Linked DNA regions of Danio rerio: region 2 is linked to region 1. Evidence: chromatin contacts called from public HiChIP or PLAC-seq data. All regions are on one chromosome and are shown on one strand. Each heading gives the region's core, a stretch centred on a gene start, on an enhancer-like site or on the middle of the called end of the contact. The rest is flanking DNA. Distances are from core to core; before and after follow the strand shown. Region 1 holds the start of atp2a1 (ATPase sarcoplasmic/endoplasmic reticulum Ca2+ transporting 1). Region 2 holds the start of atad5a (ATPase family AAA domain containing 5a).

Region 1 (3,210 bases), core at 354-2,853:
TATTGGTTGCCAAATTAGACAAAAACCATGAACGGTGAAAGTAAATGCGGATGGATGAAAACATTATCAGAAAATGTGATCCAGGAATTAAATGTTCCTGCTGTTGGAAACTACAAGCCCAAACGATCCAAAAGGTCAAAGGGCAAAGCAGCAGCTGAAGCCCTTCGTGTAGGCATGAACAGCAGCTTACCCATCTGATGGACTTATAATGTGTTTATATGTGCGCCAAAACCCACGATACACCATTTATTACTAGAATTATTAAAAGCGATCATGTTATGTTAGTCTGAAGGAAGAAGTCATGAAGTCTGAAGTTTATTTGACATAATAATGACATAATCCTCCCTCTAAAGCAAGTTATCAGTCCTCCTCTCACACAATAAGCAACTGAAGATTTGTATTACACACTAAAGAGGAGAAAAACATACATATATCGAATATATACATCCTGTTTTCCTACTTTATCAATTGTTTAATGTTCCTTAACTCAATTTTTTTTCAGCTCAAAGAACTTAATTTGAAATGAACATTGCTAAAAAGTGAACAGGAATTTAATAGACAAAAATCACATGCAGGTTTTTTCCTGTCTCTGATTTGCTTTAGCGAAAAATCTCTGACCAGTCATTCATCTCTGTCGAGTCATCCAAACAATCTGTCAACACTATAAAAGATCTATAAACTTGGGGACATTCAGACTCTAATAATCTCTCCATTTCGATCTTAACAGCCCTTTCTTTGCCTCTTTCTTTCCGCACTCTTGCAATGAATCCCTCCTCAGTCTGTTTTACAGCACATTTGCCATGTCTGAAATACTGTTTTACCCTCACACACTGAGTTTTTTTCCACTGCAGTTCATCCCAGGTGCTAATCCTCTCTAAGGATGGTGACCTGACAGTCTTCGTATACGTTTAAACATGCCTCCACATTAGACATTTTAATCCTGCACCACATAATTATGACAGAGTCCTGTACATGTTTAATCCCCACAAAAAGCCAAGCCCTCGGTCATCCTTTACTGCATATTAACATCCCAAAACCATTTGAGCTGTCACTCATGCTAACACCACAATTCCCCATTCACCGTCTCCATCCTACTGTTGCTGCGTGTTCCAAAAACAGACCCCAATTTCAACCCCACTTTCAAGGCTGCTCACCCCCACTCCAGTTGTCGCCCAATTGCTCCAATCACATCCCTTCATCCCTCTTCCAAAGGCCTTGCCCCTTCCCTACCATATTTGTCTGGTCTCGGCCAATAGGGGGCCTCCGCTGGGTGTGCCCTGGCCGATGGTGAGCCTGGTGTCTTTATAAAACTCTACGGAGATGGGTGGAAGTTCGCACTTTCTGTCAGCCCTGCGCTCCAGAGGGAGGAGAGGAGAAAGAGAAAGAGAGAGGGGAGAGAGTATTAAGGGGCCATCTGTTTTGTCCCTATCCTTCACTTTTAAAAAAGTGTTGGTGCGTACCCTCAAACTTCTCATTTAAAGCAAAATATAACGACTGGATATGTTAGCTTAGTACTTGGATTTGTCTGCATTTCTCTGAGAGGGAAAGTAACTCATCCTTTTTTTGTGTTGTTTTATTGAAGTCTCCCCTTTGAGCAGACAGGATGGAGAACGCACACACCAAGGAGACACCAGAATGCCTGGCCTACTTCGGCGTGAGCGAGTCCACAGGCCTCACACCAGAACAGGTCAAGAAGAACCAAGCCAAGTACGGATTCAACGGTGAGGAAAGCATGGGCAAACTGACGGAGCCATCTGAAAGAATATGAATGGATGGATGGTTGATCACTGTAAAACAATGTTGGGATGAATTTGACAGAACAAGCTATTTTAGAGGTGTCAAGAACTTTAGTATTTTAAATGTTTTTGTAAAACATGTAGATGTTAGTTGTAATTAATTAATTAAACTATAATATTAATAATATCTACTTAAAATTGAGACTGAATAAATCCCCAAAGTGCTTTTTTGGTAGATTTTTAGGTAGCTCTAAAGGTGTGGTTCACCATCAAAATAAAAATGTACTCACTATTTACTTGCCTTCAAGTGCTTCCAAACCTTTAAGAGTTTCTGTTAAACACAAAAGAAGATATTCAATTTTAAAAAGTTGTAAAAAACCCTCTAATCATTGACTTACATACTAGAAAAAACAGTTAGTGGTTAGAGGTTTTCAGCTTTCTTTTTATGTTAAACAGAAGAAACTGAAACTGTTTTTGGAACAAGTGAAGGGTGAGTAAATGATGACAGAATGTTTATTTTTGGGTGAACTATCCCTTTAAAGACAAAATAGGCCAGAAAAGATGCGCTGCCCATGTTGAATAATAACGTTAGGTTGCAAAAGCAAGATTGAAAGGTGTAAGAGGTAAGAGAGATCACTTCTGAAAAAGAAGCAAGAAAGTGACAGCTAAACACAGGGGCCATTTTGAGCCTTGAACAGAAGGTCAAACAGGACGAATGACTAGATTATTAGCAAAGCAGTCTTATGTGTGAGCTCAGCTCATGTCAGAAAGAACAGTATGAATGCCTAATTTAATACACTAGGTTATGTTGGTTGTTGATGTGAAAGGTACCGACTGCGAACTCTAATGGTTCTGTTTCTAATCTCCTCCCCTCCATTCATCTTCTCAATTGGACCAAACCGACCAATCACAGAGCTGCCAGCTGAAGAAGGTAAAACTTTATAGACTTTGAACTATCAGCATGTTGTATTTTATGCATACTGAAAGTGAATTCCTTTTAAAAACATGCCTTTTTATGTATGTTTTAAGTCAACCTGTGTCAAGATTGACTATATAAATAATTCAACCACTACATTCTTCCTTAGGTAAGAGCATCTGGGAGCTGGTGGTGGAGCAGTTTGAAGATCTGTTGGTCAGGATTCTGCTTTTGGCCGCCTGCATCTCTTTTGTAAGTAAACAGAAACCACATAACCACACAATGTAGTCCAAACCATTCAGAAACCTTAGTGGGCTTTTGTGGTTGACTAATTTGATTACTTGGGTTTTGGTTAGCAGCCTCGGAATTGTAAAATTTACTAAATGAACAGGGTTTTATTTAGGAGTGCAGACAATGATTGATAATGCCAATGCGAGGGACAGGGACACATTTTCCACATTCCCATCCGTTCCTGTCAGTCAACTTTAATGGTAACCCTACAGCCCCGAGTATATAATGGGTACGCCATAATCCAGTTGTTTATCTCTGTCGGGTAGT
Region 2 (3,210 bases), core at 414-2,913, 100 kb after region 1:
TTTTTAATATGATGACAATTTATTCTGAGATTAATTATTTCTGAGCCGCAGCCGTCACATACACACATAGGGGAAAAAGACAGTGACTGTGTTTACATAGACATCAGTAATCAAATTTTTTGACAAATTATTAAATGGTGGACTTTAAACGCATATATATATATATATATATATATATATATGCATATATATATATATATATATGCATATATATATATATATATATGCATATATATATATATATATATATGCATATATATATATATATATATATATGCATATATATATATATATGCATATATATATATATATATATATATATATATGCATATATATATATATATATATATATATATGCATATATATATATATATATATATATATGCATATATATATATATATATATATATATGCATATATATATATATATATATATATATATATATATATATATATATATATATATATATATATGCATATATATATATATATATGCATATATATATATATATATATGCATATATATATATATATATATATATATATGCATATATATATATATATATATATATATATATGCATATATATATATATATATATATATATATATATATAATGGCATGCAAGTATTTTTATGTTTGATGATTCTTTATATATATATATATATATATATATATATATATATATATATATATATATATATATATATATATATAAAAATAATTTCACAGAAAACTTAATTTTTTCGTAAACCGGTACATTAATACGCTACTTGACTTAAATGCGTGATGATTTCTGGTGTTCATTTATACATAGTAATTGTTAATGCTATATTGCTTTATACTATATGCTATAAATAAAAGACATAATAATAATAATAACAGTTGAATATACAAATAAACAAAATATCAACAAATAAAACCATTTACACTACCAGAATTTGCCCAGTTCCCGAAGAGACTAAGCCACAAGTTCTGACAGACGTTAAATAAATTTTATTGTTATTACAAACATTTGAACTTTTAATCGATTTACAAAACCTGGAGTAACTTAAAACATAACACGGCACGGACAAAGCGGTTAGCGTCAATGCTAGTCACAACTCTGCCCTATTTGCCTACATTTTGAGTTAAAATACAACTAATATAATGATTAAATTTCAAACATTAAAATTAAGGCGAAATGCAAATAAATACCTTGGGCTTTAGGTTAATCTCGTTCAGGCATTCGTTGTTTCTTTTGTAGATGTTGGGAAAGGGAAAAGGCCTTTAAAGCCTGCTGCAAACATTGTTTCGGCTAGTCTTTCAAAATAAAGGTACCGACCTCTTGTTTTATATATTATCACCGTCCTTTAATCGTTGTATTTAATGACCTGTGTGTATATCCTACTATTGAGTAAGATAGTAATATAAGATTTGTTTTAAAATAATCAAATATTTTGTCATGATAAACGAATCGTTTAAATCTTGGGGCACGTGAGTGAGGATATAAGAAATAGTTTTCCCTATGGTCGAACTTAATTGCAGTTAACAGGACAGAATAACTCCTTTAAGAGAAATTACACCGAGAAAGACTTGTTTGCTCTCTAGATATAAATTCATAAGGATGATACTATTTTGAAATTCGACAATGCGCTTTTTCCTGTTTCAGACTGCATGACGACAGTCACTGTGATTGGCCGAACCGGCGCGGCGAAAGACGTCCATGGTGTTTGGCGCCATTTGTCGAAAACAATTCAACTACCCCAAAACCTACATTATAACAGAAAATGGGGTCTTAATATTAGGTTCAAGCGCACTTCAGATTTTTAAAGTAATTTTCCACGCGGAGCGGGTTTGTGGGTTGGTTCTTACAACGCGTTATGCTTGTTTTCGCCGGGAAGTATATCGTTGTTTGGTAAATGTGTCGATAGATAGGCTTTGTGTTTACTCGGAGTCGTTGCTGGATTCATATTTATGCACTCTTCACTGTAATTCATGGATTATGTATCAGCAGATCCCCGAGGGAAATAAAACAACAGGTGAGTGTCTGCAATTTAAATACATTTCTTCAAACACACTTTGACTAACTTACACTTTTACCAGCGTTATGCTAACATATTAAGCAACATTCACCCAAACTGTTACAGTAGCTGTTTATGAATTATAACATTTATAATAACATTTTAAATCTTTCATGACACTTTTGTTTGGCGTGCTCGCGTTTAACCTCTTTTAAAATCCTTCTTAAATGCAGATCTTTAGTTTTAGGGTGAAAGATGGCTGGGGTTGTTGCATTGCCAGCTGTCATGGAGGATTTCGAGGGTCAGGTATGTGTCTTATTAATAATGTGTAACTGTTAATCTGTTATGGCTGTGTTTTAGTTATATAATCAGAAAAGTGTAATATTTATATTAAATTAAAATTGTTGCTTTTCCAGCCGTGCAAAAAAATGAGAAAGGATGGCGATGCACCATCTGTCAGAACTATCACTAACTACTTTGCACCCAAGATAGTGGAGAAACCGTTCTCACCGCCTCGATCCAACAACATCATGGACTTCTTCAAGAAGACCTCGCCTGCACCAGAAATAAAAAACTGCTCTCTGAAAGCTAAAGAAAACTCGCCGCATTCTTCAGAGCAAGTAAGTCAAGAAGTCTCAGGGAAACCTGTTCGAGGACGAGGGCAGAAGCGCACCAGGAAGACTAAAGACAAGAAGAAATCTAAAGAGGAGGATGCACAGGTGGTCACAGATGATGTTGTGCTTATTGAGAGTCCCGGTGATTCAAAGGAAAGTGAAACTGCTGGACTTCCAGATAGAACTTGTCCTGATATGAAAGAATCCAACTTGAGGAAAAATGCCACAGAGGATGATTCAAGTACTCTGACTGTTAATAAGTCTGTGGAAACTTCTGAACAGAAACCGTTGTTAAAAAAAGATGGTGGGAACAAAAAATCTGCCTTGAGGAGAAACCGTAAGGCAAAAGGTGACTGTGAAGAGAGTAAGGAATGTGTTGGTGATGCTCAAGAGCCGGTGTGTGGTGCTAAACCTGAGCAGTGTGCCGAAAAGAAAAGCAACACCGTCACCATCTCATTTTTAGATTTTATGCACAATCAAAGTCATGAGGAGGAGGAGAGCAATGCTGTTTCCAAGACTGACACTGCTGAGACTTCAAGTGAAGTGAACATCTGTAATAATGCAGGTGATTCTGCTGTCGGTCCTCTGCAGGTG

The links. HiChIP or PLAC-seq counts read pairs in DNA pulled down with a chosen protein or histone mark.
Region 2: a contact with region 1 is called in an H3K4me3 HiChIP or PLAC-seq map of gastrula embryo, with 2.6 times the contacts expected there. The contact joins the promoter of atad5a here to the promoter of atp2a1 in region 1. A contact is called at or near these places in 1 of 18 Hi-C or Micro-C datasets (caudal fin) and 3 of 4 datasets of contacts at active chromatin or transcription factors (caudal fin, embryo and gastrula embryo).

What each region holds. Positions count from the first base shown.
Region 1 is chr3:24,880,001-24,883,210 of GRCz12tu, forward strand. atp2a1 (ATPase sarcoplasmic/endoplasmic reticulum Ca2+ transporting 1) reads left to right here and starts at 1,604. Exons shown (of 22, transcript NM_001007029.1): 1 at 1,604-1,721; 2 at 2,650-2,667; 3 at 2,822-2,904. The coding sequence starts at 1,604.
Region 2 is chr3:24,979,584-24,982,793 of GRCz12tu, forward strand. It overlaps atad5a (ATPase family AAA domain containing 5a), which reads left to right and starts at 1,664. Exons shown (of 23, transcript XM_003198109.6): 1 at 1,664-2,020; 2 at 2,236-2,308; 3 at 2,419-3,210. The coding sequence starts at 2,258. ppp4ca (protein phosphatase 4, catalytic subunit a) reads right to left here and starts at 1,293. Exons shown (of 9, transcript NM_001110414.1): 1 at 1,197-1,293.